Regions from separate parts of the Mus musculus genome. Here region 2 is linked to region 1. Evidence: chromatin contacts called from public Micro-C data. All regions are on one chromosome and are shown on one strand. The core of a region is the stretch at or near the end of the contact, and the rest is flanking DNA. Distances in the headings are between cores, read along the strand shown.

Region 1 (7,291 bases), core at 1,752-4,251:
GACAGCAAAGGTTACAAGAAAACCCTAGCAGCCACCAGGAGGAAATGGCATGGGTAGAGAGAGATGGCTTATTAAGCAGGGAAAGAACTAGCTAAAGAGTAGAAGTGAGTTACTGAGCTGAGGAAAGAACCTCCCAAGCCCTCAAGCCTTGGGTGTACTATCCTTTAGAGCCACCCCCTCAACATACCCCCAGCTCCCGAGCTTTGTTTCACAGTTGCTCTGGTCTGAGGGTAAGGAAGGGCTACTTGTCCTTTTTTGGAAACCAGCATGTTTCATATATTAATTTTGAGGTAGTCTTTTTAGTTCCGTGACTGGCCAGAGTGGCTTCTGAGCAGTGTTCTGTCTTCTGCAGGTTTGTTTTACTTTTTCCACCTATAGTTCCCTGCCCTCTGCCCCATTCAAATCAGAGGATCTTCCAAATGGGTTTTAACCTTTCATCTTTCCTTCTCCACCACACACCCCCACTCCCTCCACCTCCTCTGCCCCACCAAGATTTGATAGTCCTTGCACTTTTATTAGCCCAGGAAACTCCTTCCCAAAACTCACACCATAATGTGAGTGGCTGTTTAGTAGGTTTCCCTGCTGAGATGTCTTTATAAAACAAACACACTTTTAAGTGGAAAATGAGTATAGAGCATGAGGATTTTAGGCACAGGGACAGGACAGCTAGGTGAAGAGTAAGTGTGGGGCTGAGATTTTCTATTTCCTATCAACATCTTGGACACAGAGCTATATTTCCTTTACTGGGCATGAGAAACACTTCATTGTTTTCTCCATGGCAAGTGAGAGATCATCTGCCTTCAGCCCCATCACTGTAGAGAGCCCTGCACAATCATCAACCAGGGCGTGGTCACCAGAGTGAAACATCCTCTACTTTCACATGACCTTGGTGTTCTGTAGAAATAATTCTCGAAAGATTAGATATACTGGAAGGAGGATGATGTCACCGAGGAGATGCCTTCAGCTGTTCCCACAAAACCACAGCTGGAGAGGTTATAGGTCCTAGGAGGGTGGGGAATTTATACTCTCTTTATTTTGCTAAGTGGTCAGGTTGTCAAACTGCCTTTTGAATATTTGTGCCTGAACCCATGGATCAGGGCTGTCTCAGTCTTGGTGAGAGAAGCAGTCAAGACATAACTGGTCTAAGTACTGTGGATAAGTGACTGAATGCCCAGCCCTAAGTGAGATATCTGTGTCAACACTCCATCCCCGCACTCAGGACTTGTTCCAAGAGAATAACACCTAGGGCGTGAGGCAGAGTGCTGTGAAATTCTGTCTTTTTCATATGACATGACCACTGCACCCATGAATTCAGAATAGCTGTGGATACCTGCAGATCTATGCAAGATTAAGCCAGTCAACATTCTTGCATGAATGTAGGAGTGACTCATGAGGCACTACCCCTAACTGAAAATTGTATATGTACCAAGATGAGAGAGGGCCCAAGAATTTGGGGGTGGGGTGGAGAAGAGGTGGAGGGTGTAGGCCCATGCCCTGATATTTATATTTATGTGCATATAAGGAACACTAATTAGGCCCATTTGAGAGGTGGGGAGAGAGGGAGGAAGGGAGGAATGAAGGAAGGAAGGAAGGAAGGAAGGAAGGAAGGAAGGAAGGAAGGAAGGAAGGAAGGAAAGACATGAAGTTCGGATGGGGACCTGTTGGAGAGGAAAATGTGTTGGGATAGGGCCTTGAGGGAGTTGGCAGGACAAAATGGAGGTGGGTATGATTAAAAGATATATACATGTATAAAATTTCAATGAATTAATCTAAGGAGCAAAGATCCCAGAGCATCTGAGGAAATGCCTTTTTGAGCAGCCAGAGCATGGTCTAAGCTCACCTACATTGTGTTTTTTTTTCAAGCAGGCTTGACGATTTATGGGTTTAACAAGATTTCTCTGGACATGGAACTGTCTACAAACTAACTTAACACATTAATTCTGTCATGCCATAAGACCCTTAGTGCCCAGGGTGAGGTACAGAAACCCCATGGCTCAGTGAGGTACAGGGGAGGACTAATTAATTAAACAAATATGTCTTAAATATCATCTTAATAATTCTCTGAATGCTTTGTATTGCCCATAATTTGTCTATAGCACAATTACACAGTTCACCAATAAAAAATGGACATATTAGGGTCTGTGATTGTATTATTTTAACTTGGTAAGGCAGACTTAAATACAGCAAATGACCCTGGAACTGGTGTCCTTAGCCGTAGAGTCCTGTTCAGTCCAGGCTCTATAACAAAAACTGTTCCAATAGCCTGTCCTGACCTGTGAGAATTTTAAACATCTTCGGACCGAACTTTTCCTTTCATTGCTTCAAGACACAGATGGCATAGAGAAAACCAAGACATTAAGAGTTCAGTGTTCCCATCTTGGACCCCAGGCTCCTAAGAGTTTGCATATGTAGTAGGTGATTCATCCTAAAATTTTTTGTGTATTTCTATTCCTCTGATTACAGAACAGCTTCTTGTTCAGACATTTTCTAAGGGCATCAAAGGGCAACTAGAAAAATCCAGTGGAAAAAGCATTCGCAGCAGGTTAATTAGTTGCAGAGGAGAAAATAGAAGTGCAGTATTATTTGTTAAGACCACAATAGGAAGTGTGATTGTGGTGTCTGTATATTATTCCATTATTGAAGGAGAGGGTAGTGCTAAGTGACTGAAGTCCTCCTTTGAGGCTTGCTGATCTTCTCTATAAGGAGGCTGCCTCTTACACAGGCAGGACTTAGCAGGTTGCCTGTCAGGACAAGCCCAGAGGTGGCATTACTTGGTGTTTGCTGATCAATGACACTTTGGAGTTCTGAGAACTCAGGCTCAAGGAGTGACTCCGGAAGCTGAGCTGTGTGGTTTTGCCCTGGGATCCTCAGCCCAGCACAGGATTGTGATTTAGTGCCTTGTGACTCAATATCCCCAAAGCTTATTTGCTTTTCCTCAGCCTGCAATGCCCAGAAAGGAGTTGGTGGCAAGTCACAGACCACACCCCAACCTTTCAGTCCTTTTGCTAATTTCTGCTGCTTCACTTCAGAGTCCCAGAACAACAGTGTGATGACTCACCAGCCTTACTTCCTGTAAGTAATCATTTTCCCACGGTGAGTGATGGTTTACTCCCGGGGTTGGGGGTGGGGGTAGGAGGAAGAATGTTGACTTGATTTTTTTTTCCTGTGCCTCATTTCTGCTGACAGAGAGCTAACTTTGAGTACTTTGTCTCCATTTTCATGGTCATCTCCAAAACACAACTTTAAAAATATTTTAATTTGTTAAGCTAACTACCCTGAAGTGTATGTTATCAGTAGGGAACAAGATCATGATAAACCCAATACATAGTTTGTTTTTAAAAATATTTAATGGTGATTTTGTAATTTTCTTACTTAGTTTGGCGTGAAATGACTTCCTGTGGAGGCCAAAGGCTGAAGAGACCCCCATTGCAGCCCCATTCTATGTTGAGAGAGCTGAGACCTGAAGCACCTACATGAGTTGTCTGTTTCTACACAACTAATTGATAACAGATTGATTTGGGCCAGGGACCAGCTAATTTTAGGCTGTGATATTCTATAACCTTATGGATGATAAATAGACCTAAGCTTATCTGTGACTTGTCACAAGGAAACACATAACCATAAAACTTTGTGATGAGAGTATTTCTTTCTTTGGACAGAGGAGAATGGGAGAAATCATGTCTGTTTCATAACACGTGTTGTAAGAATAGGTGGGAAGGTGCTCAGAGTTTAAGCACACAGTAGGTGGTCAGTAGTAACTCTAATTATTACAGAGGACCTGGTAAGGTGTTCTCTGGTTCTCTGGGGCTTCCTTTCACTGGTTTCTGTTCTCCTTTAGGCTGTGGAGTGCTTTCTCCTGCTCAGCAAGGCTCAGTGCTGAATTTCCTGTGACATTTGCATGTGAGTTGTCTCATTTCCCTGAAACCCTGTCACAAGCCCTGGGGTTGCTTCAGAGAAAGATCTGAAACCCCTGTCAGGGAAGTCCCATGGAGAAGTATTGCCTTCCCTTCTGGAGTTTACAGCTCTCTTCCAGATAACTGGCCCTTCCAGCTATGGCTCCAGGCCTCTGATAGGGCAAACGGTGGTGGTAGCCAGGGACTATCCCCAGGCTCTGCTTCTAGCCCTTGATCCTTTTATCATCCCCTTCAGATGACTTCATCTGACTTTTCCCTATTTTGTTCTTTCCCTTTCACCCTCCTCCCTCACCAATGGAAATTTAGAGGGTTCTGAGATTCTTGGGGAACTCTGGGGCTGTATAGCTCTTGTCCTCACTTCCTCTAAACATCACAGGGGATTCCTAAAGCAAATTGATGGCCCAGCACCTCAGCAGGCGCCCTCCCCCAGGATGGAGTTACCACATAGGTGGACTCTTCAAATTCTGTTTTTGAGTTTTAACTGCAACGCACACACACACACACACAGTCACATTCATTCATTTTTGCAGTGTTTTCTGTTATTTATATTTAAATTTTCTGTAATTTAAATGCCATGTGTCACAATAAAATAGTCAATTTAATTAAATGGGTTTATTGAATTATGGTATGTATGCCTGCATCTCTGTGTTTGTATAAGTATTTGTGTGTATGTATTTTTTTATGTGCTTGCACATATGTGGTATGGTTATGTCTGTATGGATATATATATATGTGTGTATGTGATTATATAATACATTGCATATATGGGCATGTTTATGTTTATATGTGATGTGTGTATATAATTGTGTATTCTTTGTGGTGTACATGTATGTATATATGTATATATGTTTATGTGCTATATGTGCATATGTCTATATGTATGCAGTACATATTTATATGTGTGTGTATGGGTGTGTGATATGTATATGTTTGTGTAGACACATGCCTGTATGTTTGTGTAGTTTGTAAATGGACATGCACATATATTTGTATACGTGTGACATATATATACATATATATATATATGTGTGTGTGTGTGTGTGTGTGTGTTCATACATAAACATATATATATAAATGTTTGTGTATGTCTGTGGGTATGTATATATGGGTATATATGAGTGTGTATGGTACATAGATGTGTGTTTATATTTTTGTATCTACATGCCTGTGTAGGATATATATGGATGTATAGGTGTATGTTTTTATATGATGTGCTTGTGTGTATGCTATGTGTATGTGTCATATATATATATGTATGTTTGTATATTTGTGTCTCTGTGTGTATATACCTTTGTGTGTATGTGTATATGTGTTTGTTTCAGGTTTTCCATGTTGTATCACCAGGGAATTTACCTCTTGAGGGTCTGTCACAGCACAATCTGTAGCACGTGAAAAGATACAGCTTTGTGCTAAGTGCTTTGAAATGACATTGAGTAACATTAAATATTGCAAAAGCATAAAGGAGGAAACAGGATCCGAGCTGCAGCTCAGCTGCAGAGTGCTTGCAGAATGTGTATGTATGTGTGTATATGTGTGTGCACATGTGTGTATGCATGTGCCGGTATGTGCTGCTTTGTGTATGTGTGTGCACATATGTGTGTATGGTTATATATGTGTATGTACATATGTGCCTGTGTGTGTGCATGTAAGTGTGTGTGTATGTGTGTATGAATGCATGTGTGTGTGTGTGTGTGTGTGTGTGTGTGTGTGTGACCCGATAAGTTTCATTAGGGCTGTTTACAGGAGGGGCTGTTTACAGGACCCTGTGCACCTTACCAATGAGTGACTACTGAAGAAAATGTGTCTCCTTCCCCATGTTAAATAATATCTTTCTATTAATCCAGAGGGAGGAGTAGAATCCCATGATCCCCACCCCACATGTTAACTGGCCCCATCTTGTGGAAATCATGTCTGAGTAATTATGCTGTTGTGACTTCAGGAGTGTTACAGTTGTGTCATCCCTATCCCCCTTTCTCTTGGTCTTGGGTCTCTTCTCTCATCTTCCACCATGTTCGCTGAGACTAAAAGGGGGTATTGTAAATGTTCCATTTCTCGATGAACATTCAATATTCATCTTATGCTCAGCACTTTAACCAATTAAGAGTCTTTATAGTCACTGTTGACCACTATAAGAAAAAAGCTTCTTTGGCCAGAATTAATAGCAGCACTATTTTATGGGCATAAACACAATTAATTAGAAAGCAATTTGACAGGTATGCCATGTTTAGCAAATTAATAACGGTAGCTTCTCTACTAGGGCCTATAACCATTCCTCAAGTTATGGACTTTTACTGGGTTTATAGTATCAGATGTCAATTCCCTTTTGAGCAGGTTTCAATTCCAATCAGAAGGCGGTTTGTAACTGCCACAACAGACTTTCCACCATTGAACCAAAGAGTACATCTTACCTGGCCAGTTGGTACTATCACAGGGTTCCAAGTAAGTAAGACTATTAAAAACAGTTCTCACTCATTGGCTTGTATAGCACAATGAAAGCTAGCCAGCAGATAGGGAGCTTCCAGCCAAATTACAACTTGATCTGTGTCTTGCAACCAAGTTATGGTATCTTCAGCTACAGGGTCTTTTATATCATTCTCATGGGTAAGCAAGAGCAGAGCTAATTGCCTGCATTATTTGCTGGGTGTGTGTTGGGGGGTGGGTTGGTGGTGGTAAAGGAGAAAGATTGAGGGACTCATGTAGCTCCACCTCTCCCTGAGGATCAAGGCTAATGGTTGCAGGAGAGAGATACCTTCCACTTACTCATGTGAAAACATGTACACACACACACACACACACACACACACACACACACACACACACATGAAAGTAGAAGGAAAAAGAAAGGGGATCAATGGGGAATAGAGGGGAAAACAGTAATGAGATATGAATGTCATCAAAATATATTATATACACATATAAAATAAAAGACTCCAGGATAACTCACTTATTTCACAGATATATACATTATATACACATATAAAATAAAAGACTCCAGGATAACTCGCTTATTTCACAGATATTTATTGAGTGTCTAAATACTGAATGTTTCTGGGCTAATGCACAGAATAACTTTGTTATGTTAAAGATATGAGAGATGTTGGAGGAAACTTAAGTGGTAGGGTTGTGATCATCAAGTGGCTCAGAGACAGTTAGAGAAAAAAATCCCTGTTATTGTTCGTGTGTCTCTGCACTATAACTAGAAAAAAAAAATAGATGCAGAGGAAAAAAACTAAAATGAGGGCTGTGGCAATCCTGGTGGTGGGGTTGGATTAGGTAAGGGGATAGGTAAAGTAGCAGGCTCCAAGAATAATAGAGATTTGTTGATTCAGTGGGCAAGGAGAGTGTCACATAATATCTAGAGGCATCAAATAAGTGAC
Region 2 (7,291 bases), core at 2,495-4,994, 280 kb after region 1:
AATGTAAGGAAACTAGAACTTAGAAAACCCAACAAGTTTCATAAAGTTAGACTTCAGGTCTATTTCCTTGATTCTAAGACCTGTGTTCTTTTTCACTTACAATACTTCAAGTAACCATGTAACCATGGTGTCTTTTCTTTTCTTTTCCTTCCTTTTCTTTTCTTTTCTTTTCTTTTCTTTTCTTTTCTTTTGTTTTCTTTTCTTTTGTTTTCTTTTCTTTTCCTATTCTCATTAATGCTAAGAATAATATCATCTCTCTTACATACCCTAAAGATTCTTCCATCTTCTGGTGGAGCTCTGCATGAGATCTATTTAGATCTGTTGGTAACAATCCAACTCTGCAGGTGGGTCCTACCTGAGGCCAAGGTTCACATTTCTAGTAAAGTGTGGTTAGGATGGCATTAAAGTCAAGGTTCAAGTAGAACAACAAGAGGATTGGCACTCAGTTGTCAATCTTGGCCCAAGGAACTTGGAGAACATCAGGCTTGTCATTATGTTTATAATTATGTATGAATCTGATGACTCCAGGTTAGAACAAGAGGAAACCGGGCTTCCCTTGGATTTCTAGGGGTAGATCCTAGATGGCTTTTATATTGATTTATTAGGCTCATGAGCTCATTTTTAGTGTGGTAGCACTGTATTTAATTTCCTTATTGTCCAGACACATGGTCTGGGGTCTTAGAGAAAAATTGAATATGCCAGAGGGTCCATATAAAACATGACAGCTAGGGGTGAAGTTACTTGCAATGCCATTGTGACATAACACAGGGTAACATCATTCTGTGGGATCATTATGTGCTCTTATATACCTGTTTAAGGAACACAATAGGCACTACCAAAATGAAGGTTGAGTGTCATGTTGATGATGGTATAAGGGCATGAAGAAGGAAAACCTTCCTTTTTGCTTCATGCCTTACATCCATCCCTGGAGCTCACAAGCCATCAGTGACATATCTAACACAGTACCTCAGACCATAGAAGTATCCAGAAAAGTCATTTCTGGGTCTTCTTTAGTATGTGGGCTATGGGACAGTCAGGTGTGGAATATAACTTCAGCTCTAACCTGACTTCACAGTACAGTGAATGAGGCACTCTTCCTGTCACATTTGATGGAAACTTCTCACCAGGCTATGCTCTAGGTATTTGCTCAACCCAGTTGTAAGCTATGGAGGACATTCTCATTTCTTATTTCTTAGAGATGTCTCCAGTAGGGACCTAAGAAATTACAGAGATATTTACTTCATTTGACCTAGCTCGCACATACTTTCTGAGTACTCAATAAGGATTAAGAAAAGCCCTATATTACTTATTTTTGCTGAACTTGCATAGATGCACAGTGTTCTATAAGGGGCAAATGATAGTCCTAGGCTAACCCAAACCTCTGATTATATTTGCAAATGTGTTTCTTTGAGTGAAAAAAAAATAAGATGTCTCTAGGCTCTGGCCTTCTCAACTGTGAAATAGAAATTGTGCCTTATGAAAGAAAAATTGGTACATAGAACTAGCAATGTATTCCTGGGATATTTCCAGGCACAAGAATAAAATTTTCTTAAGAAGATTGGGACCTATAATATTTCATTGGGCAGGGGAAGAGATGGAAATAAATATGAGGGAATGGCTTAGGTTATTGAAATGAAGACTCTACTGAGCCACTCAGGATGAATTAGTTCAGATGCTCAGGGATGTAGGGAATTAAGTGCAGCAATGAGTGTAGTCTAGTTTTGAAAATAAAAAAAGTACCAAACAGATATTGGCAACTCTCATATTTATAATTTATTTCTTTTTATAAGTGATCTATTTTTAAGCTTTTTGTTACCTTGGAAACACAAAACCTTTTTTTTTTTTTTAACAGCTTCCAAGTAAGGTGTTTTTCTCTTTCTTGCTTCCCCAGGCTCTGGTGATCACTCTTAAACATCCATACTTCACCTACTTCCAAGGAGGTGCTCCTTTCCCTGTGTCGCATCCTTTCACTTCTTGAAGCCCAATGTCTTCACTGTGGCATTTCTCTTCTTTAATGTTATGAGATACATTTATGCTCTTTTCAATGCCTGCCCCCTTTTTACATGCCATTAGCCCCATCCAATAAAACCAACAATTCATACACCTTTTTGTTCAGAATTATACACTTGTCCTTTGTGTGTTGGAGTCCTGCTCTCTACAGATCTGTATTCTTTCTTCTAGTAAAGCCTCTGGAATTTAGAGATATTATCCCAGCATGGCAATAAGGCTAATAATTACATTCTGATGACCTAGAAAAGCAAGCTAACCTGGGATGGAACTGTCATGAAGCTTGAGGAAAAAAAAAAGGAACACTGAAGAAAGGACTATCTCTCTCATTATTTCTCCCTTCAGAACAGAGGAATAAGTGTCCAGTTCTGGCACTTTAGTATTCTGTACAGTTTCTTACTGGATAAATAAACAAGTCAGGTGATAGTAAGGATTTGCTTTAAAGCAGAATGATAAATAATGTAAGTACACTAGGAGCTGTAAGTTATTTCTATACTGGAAAGAAACAAACTGCCATTATTATTATTATTATTATTATTATTATTATTATTATTATTATTATTATTATTTGGCCAACTGGTTGACATTGGTGATGTAGTAAAATGGGTTGGTTGGCTTTTGTTAACCTGAAACAAATCTAAACATCTCAAATGATACTAGAACATCAAAAATGACAAATTTTTCTCCAACAGACTGACTTATGGGGGCATATTTTGATTCTGATTGAGGGCAGTACTATGTCCATTGTGAGTAGTGCCACTCCTGGGCATTCAGTCATGGGAGCTGAGTATGAGCCTCAGAGCAAAGGCACAAGCAGTGTTCCTTTATAATTTCTGCTTCAGTTCCTGCCCCAAATTCCTCCCACAAGGCACTGTGACATGGGTGTATAAGCCAAATAAACCCTTTGTTCCCCAAGTTGCTTTTGTTCATGGGTTTCATCATAGCAATAAAACAAAATAAAACAAGAAAAACAAACCAATCAACCAACAAACCAACAAACAAAAACTAAAACTGGGACACAAGATCACATGTCCTGGGACATGCCATATTCTGTTACACCAGGCCCATTTTATACATCTATGTCTTTTGTGCTCCTTCAGAGTGTCTCCACCTTTTATTTCATGTCATTAAGGAACTCAAAGCTAGTCATTGCTGCACAGAAACAACCTTCTGGAGTTGTAGGCAGGAGGATTGCCAGTTTGAGGCTAGCTCCAACTAATTAATGAATTTGGTACCAGCCTGAGTAATTTGTGAGAGATTATTCTAAAAAGCCAAAACAACATCAAGACAAATAGGCAAACAAACACTAAATCAACTGTGTGTTTCAGCCCACCTTCATCCTTCAAAAATGTATTCAGGTTTCTGTATTTTTGTTTATTTGTATTTGCATTTATTTTTACTATTACTCCTAATACTAATTAGCAAAGTCAAATGACAATAATAGCTAGCCCTAATTTTTACCAACTCTTGTCCTAAGGAATATTGAATTTGTTCAAAACTGAAATGTCTGGGAAGGCCTCTTGCATAGAACAATCCCACACCAGTACAGTCTTCAGGATCTCATTGAGCCAAACAGTTCTGAGAATTTGTCAGGGAGGCCACATATCTCAAAAATAGTCTGCTGTCCCTGTCTTGTCATTTGTAGTGTCAGTGAAACCACTGTGAAAGACTTGGGCTAGTTTATTGGAGGTTCACTGCTTAAGGGTGACTCATCTGCACAGATTATAGGATCAGACAAGTAGCAGAAAAACTCATTTTTTCCCTATTGTAGTCACTGGCTAAATAACAGCAGCAGGACTCTTCATGCTTGTTTAGAAATGATTTAGTTTTAAATCATATCTAGAATGAATGCCTCGAATATGTGAGTACTGTGCTCATAAGAACACATAGTAAAGCAAGCATTTAAACTGAAACTTAATAGAGCTGGCTGGAAAATTTACCATCTGACTCCTTGGTGACTTAGGGACCAGTGAGGACTAACAGGGATGTTCAATGGCCAACTAGAAACCCACTGGAGAAAGCCAGGAAAAATCACATGTTTTCAACCTCTCTAGTTTTTCATTATAGTTTATTATTCTCCCTCCCCACACACACACACCCCCTTTGGTCATATTGCTACTATTCTTAGAGATTAGTGTTACAAAAATTCCAAAGTACATTTTTGCTTTGAATCACAAAAGACTTTTTGGCTCTGATATAAACTTAACATTTTAAGGTTTATTTCTTTCATTTTGTGTATATGAATGCTTGGCCTTCGTGTATGTAGGTGCACCACATGTGTGCCTAATGCCCAGGTAGGTAAGAAGAGGTTATCTGTTCCTCTAGAAATGAGCTTACAGATGATTGTGACACACAATGTGGGTTCTGGAAACTGAAGCCGGGTCTTCTGCAAAAGCAGGAAATGATTGTAACCACTGAGACATCTCTCCATCCCTGGATACAGGGAGAACAAAGGAAAGTAGAGATGCTCAAAACTTTGGTATTTCAAAGATTACTATAAATTCTCTGGCTAAAGGCTGACATTCTATTTGGTCTGTTTAAAGTAAATTAATATGATACTTTAATACATTTGATTATCATTGACCATTTCTTTTTCCTAAAACTTGAAAGACTGTTGATATCTAAGAATAAGTAATGAAAGAATTGTGAATTTCTACACATCACTTTACTGAGTGAGTATATTTTATGTGATGGTAACTGTAGGCAGAAAACAAGGAATATTGAAATTGGTAGGGAACTTGAATTTGAACATCAGCATAAAATCAAAAGAACAGATTTCTTTTATGATTGTTTTTATATCACCTCCACCAATGTTGATGCTTTATATGCAGTCAAATGACAATAAGGCTAAGCATTACCAAGTGGTATACAATCCCAGTTGTTTTGGAGAAGTCATATGAAAGGAGATAAGAGGCAGCCAGCTGCCCCTTTTTGTTAGCCATGGCTGTTTTGGTGAGTTTTATTATTTATTTTTATTGTTCTTTTCCCCCTCAGGAATGAAAATTTCAATGCAGCTTAGTTACAAATTAACAGATTCACTGGCTCCTGGGAGACGACATGACATTGGATCATGTTTTCTGTTTTCAGTGAAGTTTGCTTATTTGTATTTTACAGATGTGGTGATCAAAAAGCAGCGGGAGTGAGACAGAATCATCTTTGTAGAGGTGCAATCAATGTCAGAGCACCAACAAGCCTGCTCTGGATCTGGAAGCCTGGCCACCAGGTCTCCTTGCCCAGCTGAAGAACAATGGATCTGAGCAACTGTCTTAGGCTAATACATAAAATGTGTGAATATTAGTTAGTGTCTGGATTTTTTTCTTTTTCTTTTCCCTTTTTCTTTTAGGCAACGACTTAAAATATAAAATTAAAGTCATGATACATTCAGGTGCTTGGATTCCTTTCACACTAAAGCTCTTTCAGGTCATAGGGATTTGGGGACATATTCCTACTTCAAATATTTTAAAAGTAATTTCATGAAAATATATATATGCCACTTTATGTAGTTACATAAATGTATGCCACTTCTTGTATATATAAAGTTGTATTATTGCTAAGTGAATTATTCCTAGAAAGGATGAAAATAAAAGCTCCATCTTATTTAAGAAGTAAATATGTGAAAGAATTTCTGAATTTCACCAAGGCTATTTTGCAATTCTTTCACAATATGCTAAGCTCAATATCCTGCTTTAACAACATGTACTTGAGTGGTCACATTTTAGGTTTATGGGGGAACAATTGATGTAAAAGAACATAAAGATCTCTGCCAAATGTTTGACATCTGACCTTTAATCATTTGTTGGACTTTACTTTAATAACATGACAACTCTGTATAAAGTATGTGCCCATGCGCGCGCACACACACACACACACACACACACACACACACACAGAGTTGAGGTATCTTTAGATTTAATAGTCAGTAGGAAAGGCCCTCTTTAGCAATCATTCTCCAGGACCTGGCCTGTCACATGTCTCCTGAGGTCAGAGCTACTACAGAAGCAGACCAATTCTGAGGCCCAGAACTGGTGACTTGCTTTTCTGCTCTGGTAGGATATTTAAACAAGCCAAGAATGGTGTGCCTTAAACAAATAAAGATTGAATGTGCGTGTCACAAGATTCCTGGTGAGCCAGGAAACAGATCCAGCCTTGAAGCTGCTTTCTTGATTGCAGGCTCCTAGTCAGAAACCTTGCAGAGCTGTGGCCTGGAAAAGCCCCTCCTCTGCCTTGTTTTGTCTTCCCCAGATGAGAGAGGGTAAAGAAAGTCTGGAAATCTGACCCAACTCAGGCCAATAAAGGGCTTTTGTCTGTGAACCTGACCACAAATGATTCATTAACATCCCACTGAAAAATTTTTGTCAGGATCCCACCCCCATCTTTAGAGAAATAAACAATTTGAAACAAAACTGAAGTCCAAGTGTAATCAATTCCCTCTTCAAAATCCTGCTGTCTACTGCATGTAAAGGTATTTATTTCTCCACGACAAAACAGTTGTTATAGATTTACTTCCATAGGCATGCTCTTAATTAAGTTCACAATCTGTTTTGTCAAAAGTAAAACAGGGGAAAAAAATCTTTCCAAAATGTCTCTAGTTAATATTTAATTAATAGCTAAGTTAGATTAAGAAAAACAAAAACCATACATGCTTCATTTGTATGTCTAATAGATGAATAATCATGCTCCTATCTTAATGCTGAGTAAAGTTATATTTTCATCTATTCCAAAAAAGTTCAACGGAAATTAGTAATTCTGCTTTAGAATTTAATCCTTTTTTCCTTGATGCTAACTAAAGGTAGGTACCAATTTTCGAAGGAAGTATACATTGAATTTCATTTCTGTCATATTCTCCCCTAAGAAGCATTGGTAATGCTTGACCTTTTAATAACTGACTTCAATTTAAATTAGAAAATACCAGTGGCATTAAATTATATTCACCGTTTATTAATATAACATTTAAACTCAAGGAAAATGCCAGATTCAAAATTTCTGACAAGGAAAATTCATCCCAAGCAACCTTTGTCTATGCCCTTTGTAAGAAACACAGCAGTAGCTGAGCCATCTTCTGTGCTGGTGTGCTTCAGTGTCACCAGGAGCACCCATCTCTCTCCTAGAAAGGCTTTCACCAGATTATCTACTTTTATGAGGAGAGAAAAGGCTTCTCTGCATCTCCAACTTAAGGGATAAAATAATACACAACCCCTTTTAAGAGCAGGGGACTCTAGAAATAATCTCTTTCACTGGGAAAGAGTTCTTTGGAGTCATGGTATGATAGCGGTGTGAAATGTCA

The links. Hi-C and Micro-C count contacts between places; a contact is called where the count stands out from the background.
Region 2: a contact with region 1 is called in a Micro-C map of muscle stem cells, with 5 times the contacts expected there. The contact joins two enhancer-like sites. A contact is called at or near these places in 4 of 484 Hi-C or Micro-C datasets (the C2C12 cell line, embryonic fibroblasts, muscle stem cells and 1 more) and 2 of 115 datasets of contacts at active chromatin or transcription factors (bone marrow-derived dendritic cells and pancreatic cancer cells).

What each region holds. Positions count from the first base shown.
Region 1 is chr10:37,334,445-37,341,735 of GRCm38.p6, forward strand. Gm26535 (a long non-coding RNA gene) reads left to right here. Exons shown (of 5, transcript XR_871577.1): 4 at 2,940-3,072; 5 at 3,377-4,504. Among named protein-coding and RNA genes, the nearest start is that of Gm26535, 19 kb to the left of the region's middle. Within about 2 kb of position 3,002, at least 173 of the 459 cell types and tissues checked have an H3K27ac peak or open chromatin away from gene starts, as enhancers often do. A contact at or near this core is called in the C2C12 cell line and muscle stem cells, where this site is marked.
Region 2 is chr10:37,610,402-37,617,692 of GRCm38.p6, forward strand. No RefSeq gene overlaps it. Among named protein-coding and RNA genes, the nearest start is that of Gm31330, 180 kb to the left of the region's middle. Within about 2 kb of position 3,745, at least 18 of the 459 cell types and tissues checked have an H3K27ac peak or open chromatin away from gene starts, as enhancers often do. A contact at or near this core is called in the C2C12 cell line and muscle stem cells, where this site is marked.